Linked DNA regions of Capsicum annuum: region 2 is linked to region 1. A link is a contact called in public Hi-C data. All regions are on one chromosome and are shown on one strand. Each heading gives the region's core, a stretch centred on a gene start, on an enhancer-like site or on the middle of the called end of the contact. The rest is flanking DNA. Distances are from core to core; before and after follow the strand shown.

Region 1 (5,549 bases), core at 1,619-4,118:
TTTTTTTTTAGAAAAAGTGGCTAGAGAATAGCTACTCACATAGTTCATAAGGTCTAGAGATCAGCTAGCTGGCGTTTATACAAAGGCCTTGATAAAATAGGTGTTTGTTGATTCTAGAAGTAATCTAGGAGTGAGTGTTCCACCACTCACTAGCTTGAGGGGAAGTGTTAAAGATAGTAATCAAATAAAAGATAAAGAGAGTGTACGTTAGCTAATCTATTAGAGTTAGTAGAATTAGAGTTAGCCTATGCTTTGCCTCTGTAATCGTACTAGTATTCTAGTAGTAGAAAACATCTACTTGTATATGTAGTTGCCTAGTGATACAACTCTAAGTCTTCAATATTGGAATAGCTAAGACTTTTGTAAGTAGTCTAGGACTTCACAACTACAATGTATTCAACTCCAATAAGTAGAAGCATGTACTCAACTCCTTAATCATAAAAAATATACTTTGATTCTCTTCACTATGCTTGAGAATTCTTTAGGTGAAGTTCTTCTCCTACACATAGATATCGGAATAGAGTTAAGCATATATTGTGATATCTAAATAGGGTTATCAATATGGGTCTATTTTCTACTAACAAAGATAGCGTATATTTGGTTGGTCATGCAAATGCAGGTTTATTATCTAACCCTCATAAAGTTCAATCTCAACAGACTATGTATTTATATACGGAGGTATTGCTATATCATGGAGATCTACAAAACAGTCTATTGTTGCTACTTCTTCAAATCATGCTAAGATAATAGCTATTCATGGAACAAGTAAAGAAGTGCATGGTTGAGATCAGTGATATATTTCATCAAAGAGAGATTTAGCCTGAAGTGTGATGTCAAGCCTACAGTCATACTTGAAGATAATGTTGCATTCATAGCCCAATTAAAATGAGGCTTTATAAAAAAAGATAAAACGAAGCACATCTAGCCAAAGTTGTTCTTCACACATGATCTCTAAAGGAATGACAACATTAATGTGTAGCAAATCCGTTCAAGTGACAATCCAACAACTTTATTCACTAGGTCTTTACCAACTTCAACTCTTAAGAAGATGGTATGCAAGTTTGAAATGTGCAGACTTAACTATCTAAATCGGGGAGAGTAAATATATGTTATACTTTTTTTTTCTCACAAGATTTTACTTCACTGGATTTTCCTTGTGAGGTGTTTAACAAAGTAACACTCAAGACGTTTTAAAAGATGTGTACACTCTTTTTTCTTTACCATTTTTTTTCTTTTTTTCACTAATTTTTCTTAGTAAGATTTTAATGAGTTACATTATCTATCTCATGGACATCCAAAGGGGAGTGTTGTAGATTGGGTGGATGGCAATGTGGCCAACTATGTGGAAAACTTGTTAAGGAAGCTTATCGTCAAGCTTCTTGCAGAAGTTTGGCATGCTTGTTAAGGAAGATTAGAAGTTTGATAACTTATAGGCTTAAGTCATCGCCAGACACCTAAAGTTGTTCCAAAAATTCACTTAGACCCCTCAACTAAGGCTTGTACCTATGAGGCCCCTAACCCATCCAAAGTTGATCCAATCAAGCTTTTTTTGCCTACATGGCACTCCGCGTGTTGTCCACTCAATAGGGGCGCGTGAGGCATGATTTTTTGAATAAATAACGAATGAAAATGTGTCAAATGGCACTAAGGGCTCCAAAATTTTTTTAATAAAATAATTTTTTTTAAAAAAGGCTCCCCCACCCACCCAATCCAATACCCCCTCCCCCTCTTCATCTTCTTTCCCACTCTTTTTCCTCATTTTTTTTTCTTAAACTTAATTTACCTCCCATTTTTTCTCCTTTTTCTCCTTTTTTTGTTCTTAGTTTTGAATTCGATTTGAATTTTTTGGTTTTTAATTCGATTTTATTCTTAATTCTTTTTCACCATTAGTTTGCCGGGAAAAATAGAACTTTGCCGCCCGAAAAAATGGATCTGTGTCAGAAAAGATGGAACTTTGCCGGAAAAATGTAAATTCATTTTTTTTCACAAATGAACAAAATTGTAAATTTAATTCAAAAAGAAAAATCAAAAATGCTATTTTCATAAATCAATAAGCTATTTTATCTTCCTCAATCCATTTTTTCTCCATTACATTTATCATTGTAGAAGGGGAAGAATTTTGTCGGAAAAAATAAAGCTACGACGGAGGATTTTTGAGTACAAGATGAAGAAGAGGAGGGGGGAGGGGGGCAGGGGCAGAGCAGGGGGTTTAGTTTTTTTTTTTTTTTTTAAAGTTATAATTTTTTTTAATTATAATTTAATTAGTTATGGAATATTTTTTAATTAATTTTGAATGCAATGTCAAGTGTCATCGTTTAATTCATCGTTTGTGCCATGTAAGACGAGTGTAGCACACTCTCTATATACCTTTTGCTGATTGTATAAAAAATGTTTGATTGAATTAAAATGCGGGTGGCTTAGAGGCCTGATAGGTACAGGCTTTAATTGGGGGTCTAAGTAAATTTTCGAAACAACGTTAAATATCTATTGATGACTTAAGTCTAACTTATATATATGCCCCTCGGCTTGTAAAGAAAAGTACCGTGTGATTTACTTTTATGTTAGCTTTCATTTTATAATGAGTAGTTATTGCTATGATGGAGAAACATCTATAGTGCATCAAATCAAATCATCACTCCTATCTGAAAAGACAAACAACACTCAACTACCTTTAATCTTCTACCATAATCTCTAACTTCTACATGCTCTTAAGATCATGTCCTCGATAAACGAAGAAAAAGACAAACAAAACATTGTATTAAATTGAGACGATTATATTTTCTTGTATGCCTAATCAAACATTGTATAACTAACGTGAAATTTGATGCTATAACTGTTTTTGTTAGTGCGTTAAACCAAACGACCCCTTATGTTTTGTCAATTTTGTCCAGGCTGTTAAAGGAGAGTTTATAAGAAGCAATAGAATAGATCCCAAGCCTTCAAGAAAGCAAATTAAGGCGACTAAAAATTAATTACTTGCTAAATTTTTTTTTTTTTTTTTTATACACAAACAAAAACTTCTCCTTATCCCCCCAAAGTCGATATGCTCTTGTGATCCACCCAAAAGAAAAATCAAACGGGAAAAGGCTTTCCATCTTTGTATATACAGCTTCTATATTGATTACCAAGGCAAATCTGTGGTGCCTATGCATTAACAAGCCTCTGTTGATATAATCTCAAGCTCAGCCCACCATAGAGGGGAGAGTCTTGGCGTTGCCCCATCTGGTCCTATACCTGTTATCTCTCTCAATCTGGCTGAAACCTCTCTCATTGCCAGTCGTCGTCTTGGCTCGGGATGTACACACATTTTAATCACATCAGCTATTCTCTCTACCTGTTCCTCTTGGAAAGAACTTAAAGTTGGATCAACCATTTCCCTCGGGGATTCTCCTCCCCTAAGATAATCTGATGCCCAGTCATCAAGAGAGCTACTGTTTGCTGAGTAAGGGAGCCTACCAGTCATCATCTCAAACAGAATGACACCAAAGCTGTAAACATTACTTTCCGGACTTGACCCAATTTCAGCTGCATCTGTCTCATTCCAGAAACCAAAATCCGATATTTTGGCTGCACAGTCTTCTGTGAGGTACACAGCAGAGGATGTCAAGTTTTTATGAGGTACCGATGGCGACAAATTGTGCATGTGCTCAAGGCAGTATGCCATGCCCATTGTTATCCTCATTCGCATCCCCCAGTCCAAATGTTCAGCTTCCCTTACTGCAAAACACTAGAATTAGAGATCTTTTGTGTCATAATGGAGCATATAAGAAAGGAAGAACCAGTTTAAAACAAAGCTGTTGCTGCAGAGGCAGGAAAATATTCATGAACATGTTCCAAGAGCATAGAAGCTGTAATTACACAACCCAAATAAACTGATGCATTACTGATTCACTGAAGCCCTTTACCAGTTTTTTCCCTTCAGTCCACCTTCACCTTTTTAAATTCAAGTACATTACAATTGTAAAAAAAGGTACATAAGCACATAATGTTCCAGTTACTTATAAGAGTGGTTATTCATCACATAGGCACAAGAAACTCGAGCGAAAACATTAGACATTTCACTCACATTAAAGGATAATTGTTTATCACTGGGAAAGCTAAACATAAATTGTTGAAAAAGCATGTAAAGTGAACACCAAAGATGCCTTGTACTGGTGTGAACATTCTGTCGAGAATCTATTGATTCTTCGAGTTAATAAGCGAGAGAATTTGAAGTACAATGATACTTCTCAAATTACAGACAAATTATCGACATGAGACCAAAGACATGTCCACGGACACCATACTCTAGGTAGAAAAAGAACTTAGTCACACCTGGTGTTTGCACCACTCAATAAATACATAAGATGTGTTTTCACACACACTGTTATCATTGAACTAAAGTTAATTGATACACATTCTCGCATCAATTTATCACTGTAAACACCGAATGCAGGTAACCTTTTACCTGCTATATAAAGGTATTGCCTACACAGTTCAATCATGCAGATGTAGAAGAGTTGGGTAACAGTATTAAGTAAATCACAACGGATACACCTTGATAGCAGAAACTTACTGTGCAGATGTTCAAAGAGGGTCCCATTAGGAGCATATTCAAAAACCATCATTCTGGTAAATGGATCCTCTTCTTCACAATAACCAAGAAGGCTCACAAAGTTCTTGTGATTGACCTTTGACAATGTATCAATCTGGTAAAAGCAGGAGAAAAACATTTATAAACTCAATAGTTTGGGGAAAATGAGATGTAAAATTCCAACTGGAAGAACTGAAACACCTTTTTCCTGAATTGGGCTTCCATATCTTTTGACCAATCCTTAGTAGATGCCACTGTACGAGATATCACGGCTATCTCAACTCCACTGGATAACGTTCCCTTATATAGTGTGCAAACAGATGAGGAACCAATTACATTGCTGAAATTTTCACAAGCTGACTCAAGTTCTGATCTCTTAAGCTTTGGCACGCCTGTTCACACAGTAAGAATGACAGAACTCAGCCCTCTAAGGGTACTTGCTCATATTAATAAACAAAAGTTTCAAGATATCAAAAAGAAAAAAGGGGAAAGGGAAAAGATCATTAACAATTATAAAAGAAGCTTATCGCAAAAGCTCATATTAGGGGCGAAAAGGTTCATTTAAGCTTCTGCCATTTGGGTAAAGTCAAAAATTTGGTTTTACAGATACATATGTCCATATAAGCTTCTATTTTATGGATCTGCTTTTAAAGACAACCATTTTGGACCCACAAATAGAAATACTACTCATTCACCAATACTTGATAGATAGAAAGTTACCAGTAACAAATGCTCTCTGCAGCTGTCCACTCAATCCAGTGGCCCAAGGCTTTACAACAGCCATTTTGTTGCTTCGAAAGAAGATCGTGCCAGCTATCGATATGAATAGCAGAATGGGACCTCCTATAGCTGCAGACAATATTAAAGCTCGATGATGACTTCGTCCGGAATCTACAACTCCACTGCGGTTCTTTGCCGGACTGGGAAGTGAAGATGGAGAAGCAGAGGATCTTGGTGAAGGAGCCAGATGAGGTTC
Region 2 (5,465 bases), core at 2,292-4,791, 380 kb after region 1:
AATATCTAGCTAAAGAATGGAAGCACGAGAAGGGGATAAATCAAAGACTTGTATTTAAAATGGTGGGCCTATTGGGGAAAAGCCCGTTTCTTTAGATTCAAGTTTGCTGATGATCAATTCAGAAGAAACTACAGGAATAACCCAAAATAAGATAGCTTTCAAGTTTTGACCTCAAATAAAAAAACTTCATAAAAATAACCTTCAACTATTAAGTGATATAATTTCAAACAAAATTGTCCCTAACCAATGGAGTAAATTACATAAATATCTTCATAATGGATAACAACTCCATACTTATTTATTTTTCTCTTTTTAATTTTACTTTGATTCTTATTTTGCCTTTTCTCTTTTTATTTTTGATTTTTCTTGATCCTTACTTTTGTCCTCTCATCTTTTTTTTCTTTTATATTTTACTTTGATTTTTTATTTTTTCTTTCCTCATTTTTTTTTAAATTTTTTTTATTTTTCTCAACCCTTACTATTTTTTCCTTTCCTCCTCTCAATGTCTAATTTTTTGTAAAAAAAGAAAAAATTTCTTTGATCTTTATTTTTTCTTTTCTTTTTAAATTTTTCATGGCCTTTATTTTTATTTTATCTTTTTTATCCACCTTTATTGTTTCCCGTTTCTCTTATTTCTACATTTTCTTTGATTTTTATTTTTTAAATATTTTTCTTTATTTTCTTCTTTTTTCGTAATTTTTAGTGTTTTGTTCTTTTCTTTAATTTCTTCCAATTAAGTTACATCTCATGAGCAAGAGTTGACACTATCACATTATAAAAGCAAGACTTATGACTTTCAAACGATAAGCTATGTTTCATGGGCAAAAGTTGACACTACCACATTGTTGAGGCAAGACTTATGACTTTCAAACAACGAGTAATGTTTTACAGGTAAGAGTTGACATTGCCACATTGTGTTTTGATTTATAAAATGTTCTATAACTCTTACCTTAGAGGCAAGACTTAGCTCAAATACTTTCAAACAACAAATTATGTCGCACGGGCAAAAGTTGACTCTACTATGTTATATTTTTATTTATGAGATGTTATACAACTATTGTCTTAGAGGCAAGACTTAACTCAAGGACTTTCAAACTAAAAATTATGTCCCACAGGCAAGAGTTGACACTACTTCTTTATTTATGAGATGTTCTACAACTCTTGCCTTAGAGGCAAAACTTAGCTTAAGGACTTTCAAACTATAAATTATGCCCCACGAGTAACAGTTGACACTGCCACATTATGTCATTGTTAATGAGATGTTCTACAACACTTGCCTTAGAGGAAAGACACATCTCAAGGATTTTCAAACAACAAATTCTGCCCCACGGACAAGAGTTGACACTGCCACGTTATGTCTTTATTTATGAGATATTCTACAACTCTCACTTTAGAGGCACGACTTATCCCAAGAATTTTCAAACAAGTTACGTATATTGGGCAAGGGTTAACACTAACATATTTTTTTTTTAACTTATGAAATGCTTTATAACTCTTGTCTTAGAGGTAAGACTCAGCCTAAGGACTATCAAATAACAAGTTATGCCCCATGGGCATGAGTTGACATTAGTACATTATGTATTGGTTTATGAGATGTTTTATAACTCTTCCCTTCGCAGCAAGACTAAGACCAAAGACTTTCAATTAACAAGTTGTGCCCTATGGGAAAGATTTGACATTACCACATTGTGTTTTGATTTATGAGATATTCTATAACTCTTGCCTTAGTGGCAAAACTTAACCCAAGGACTTTCAAATAACAAGTTATGCCTCATGGTAAGAGTTGACACTATCACATTATGTTTTTATTTATGAGATGTTCTATAACTCTTGCTTTAAAGGCAAGACATAGACCATGGACTTTTTTTTAAACAACAAGTTACACTCCACGAACAACATTTGAGACTACCACATTGTGTCTTGATTTATGAGATGCTTTATAAATCAAGGACTTTTAAACAAGTTGTTCCCCATAGGTAAGAGTGGACACTACCAGATTATTTCTTGATTTGTGAGGTGTTCTATAACTCTTGTCTTACAGGCTCGAATTAGTCCAAGGACTTTTAAACAACAATTTATGCCCCATGGGTAAGAGTTGACACTACCACATCATGTCTTGATTTATGAAATATTCTATAACTCTTGCCTTAGAGACAAGACTTAGTAGATAAGTTATGCCCTATGGACAAGAGTTGACACTATCATATTGTGTCTTGATTTATGTATGTTGTAATAGTCTTACCTATAAGAAAAAACTTAGCCCAAGAACCTCCCAAAAGAACAAGTCATGCCCAATGGACAAGTGTTAACACTAGCACATTATTTTTTGATTTATAAGATATTCTATAACTCTTGACTTAGAAGCAACACTTAACTCAAGGATTTTCAAACAACAAGTTATGTTCCACAAGCAAGACTTGACAGTACCACATGGTGTATTGATTTATGAGTTGTTCTATAATTTTGCCTTAGAGGCAAAACTTATCCCAAAGATCTTACTAATAACAATTCATGCTCTTAAATTTGCTTTGATGTCAAAAAAAGAAGATTTCTTTGTGGATTATCCAATTTTTATTTATTAGCAAAATATAATAGAAGTTGAGAAAAAAGAAAAAGGAGAGAAAACAAAATAGAGAAATAAAAAAAGAGATTGAGAAAATAAAGGCAGGAAAAAAATAAAGATTAAGAAAAAAGCGAAGAAATAAAAAAAATGAGAAAAACAAAAATGAGAGGAAAAAATAAAAATAAAGTTTAAGAAAAATTGAGGAAAGAAAGATAAATGATAAAAACAAAAAATAAAATAAAAATTAAGATTGAGATAAATTAATTAAAATAAGAAATGAAGAAATAAATAATGTTTGAGACAAAAGAAAAAAGAGAAAAAAATAAAGGTTGAGACTAATGAATTAAAACAACAACAACAACAAACCCAGTGTATTCCTACAGTGTTGGATCTGGGGAGGGTAAGATGTACGCAGTCCATACCACTACCTCCTAAGAAGTAGAGAGGTTTCTGAATTAAAACATGAAAATAAAATTAAAGAAAAATTAAAAAAGTGAAAATAATAAAAATAAAAATAGAATTCGAGAGAAAAATGAGTATGGAAAGTTTAAAAATATTGAGATGTAGAGGGGCAAAATTGTACTTGTAATATACTTAAAAAGGATGAAAAACTAATTTGTAAAGATTTTTTTTTTACTGGGGTCAAAAATCCTAAGGCACCTACTATTAGTGCTATAGCATGTAATTTCCTGAACAATTCATGCCTTGGAATAAATTTGGGCCCAAGTAAAAAATCACAGCCTTTTACAGGATCCGTCACTGAACAAATTACATTGTCAAGGACAGAGGCGTTCAGCAACTCGAATTTTGTTAACTTTAAAAGGGAGAGGGCTTCGTGAGAGAAGAAAAAAGAAGGAAAGGTGGGAAAAAGTGCAGGATGTCTGTGCACAATGAGACATGCAAAACCAAGGGGATGTTTTATTATTAGTGAAGAAAAATTTAGCTCAGAATTAGTATGAAGGGGAGGTGGATTTTTCAGCTCTCTTGGTTATGTATTCTAAGCTGGAGCAATTACTAATTAATAATAGCGCAGAAGAGGAAAATATAGCTTCAAAAATTACTATTGAGTACAAGCAAATAGATTAAACTAAGCCTCCAGTTTGGAGTTGACCTTAAAGTTTGCAAGAATGAAGCCTATACTCTGTTGATGAATTTGGATCAAAGGAGCAAAAAGGAAAAGGTACAAAGGGAAAGTTTGGAGGCAACTAACTCAACCAATACAGTCCCAAAAAAAGTGAGGAATTTATTTTTTATATGAGCTTCAAAGATGGAAAACCAAGGGCCAATGGAAGGACTTTAGCTCCTACCTATCACTGAGAGTGAAGATTTTATCCTGCAACTTTAGGGGTTTGAATGGTGTTAGCAAAAGGGATGTTGGTAGTGAACTTTCATCCTATTGGAGGGAGACGTTTATGTATTAATTGAGACAAAGTTAGATGGGCAATTGATGGAACAATGCAGAACATATGGAGGAACATATGGATGAGGGGGATCTACAAGGGGCAAGGGGGTAGCGGAGGAATACTAATTCTATGGGATAAAAACGTCTGGATATCATTGTATCACTAGAAAATTCATAGGAGCAGATGAAGAATTTAGCTGGTGCCTCAGTGCAGTTTATGCAGATTGTAACAGAACCATTAGGAAAATGCTATCGAAAAAATTTACATCCACAAGAAGCAGGGTTAATGGCCTAATGAGCCATGGGTATTTTGCGGTGATTTTAATTTGAACAAGCACCCATCAAAGAGATCAAATTGCCACAAGCTTAGTAGTGCTATGACAAAGTTCGCTTCTTGTATTGATTAATGAGGATGGTGGTTTTCTATGGTATGGTATAGTATGGTCACTAAGAGAACCATGTTTGTTTTGATTGTTTCTTAAAATTTATGGTATAATATGGTTTAATTTCATGGTTTGGTATCCATGAAAACACTCACTTTATGTAACCACCGATTTGGTAGTATCCCATGGTTTACTAATTTTTCCTAATTATGTTCTTATTTAATATTATATAATCCTAATTTACCCTTTACCCTATATTATTTAACCCCACCTCCTAACCCCCCCCCCCCCCCACACACACACACACCAAAAAAATATTATTTTAATTTTTTTAAAAAAAAATTGAAATTTTTCTCTTATCCCGCCACCTACCTTGACCTCAATCCCCACCCCATATTTCTTTAAAAAGAAACTAAAAAAATTTCAAAACTTTTTCTTACCCCAACCTTACCCACCCTCCCCCTCTCCCAACTGCCAGCTTCTTTCTCGCACCATATTTTTATTTTTTAAATTTGTATTATAAAAAGCTTCAATAAAAAATTTTTAACCCACCACCCCCTCCTACCACTACCCAACACACACAAAAACAAAATATATTTTTTAATTTCTTTTTCGAAACTTTTTTCTTACCCCACCAAATATTTTTTAAAAAAAAATCATAATTTATTTCATACGTCACCTCTCTTATCCTAATCATTCTCATTGTTTTGTGTTAAATATATACAAATATTTTTAGAAAATATTTTCCTATTTGCGTAACAAACAAAATAAAATAAGTAAGAAACAATTTATTTTCCCAAAAAATTTTCTTTGTATTTGATACCGAATACATTCGTAGCATACACAAAAGATACATTCAAACTTTGTACTTTTCGTTGGTGGTCACGTTTTAGAACACCAAAAAGTAATGAAATTTTTTACTATAAAAATTGAATTCGATTACATTTATTTTGATCTACTCTTGCATTAATTTTGTTAAAATTTATATGAATTTAACAACTTAATATATTTACATGGAATAATTTGTGAAAAATTAGTAGGAAGAAAATTATTTTATGAACAATTATTCATACATTTATTATTTATAATAATTAAGGGGCATTTAGTAGACTTACCA

Evidence for each region. Hi-C and Micro-C count contacts between places; a contact is called where the count stands out from the background.
Region 2: a Hi-C map of leaf shows a contact between it and region 1, with 4 times the contacts expected there. The contact joins two enhancer-like sites. A contact is called at or near these places in 3 of 5 Hi-C or Micro-C datasets (leaf, pericarp and placenta).

What each region holds. Positions count from the first base shown.
Region 1 is chr6:128,283,538-128,289,086 of UCD10Xv1.1, forward strand. It overlaps LOC107873285 (inactive receptor-like serine/threonine-protein kinase At2g40270), which reads right to left. Exons shown (of 9, transcript XM_016720067.2): 6 at 5,294-5,549; 7 at 4,775-4,965; 8 at 4,556-4,688; 9 at 2,778-3,717. The coding sequence ends at 3,152. Among protein-coding and RNA genes, the nearest start is that of LOC107873285, 5.8 kb to the right of the region's middle. Within about 2 kb of position 2,869, at least 3 of the 5 cell types and tissues checked have an H3K27ac peak or open chromatin away from gene starts, as enhancers often do. A contact at or near this core is called in leaf, where this site is marked.
Region 2 is chr6:128,666,485-128,671,949 of UCD10Xv1.1, forward strand. The region is part of intron 2 of LOC107873286; the gene reads right to left. Among protein-coding and RNA genes, the nearest start is that of LOC107873286, 20 kb to the right of the region's middle. Within about 2 kb of position 3,542, at least 3 of the 5 cell types and tissues checked have an H3K27ac peak or open chromatin away from gene starts, as enhancers often do. A contact at or near this core is called in leaf, where this site is marked.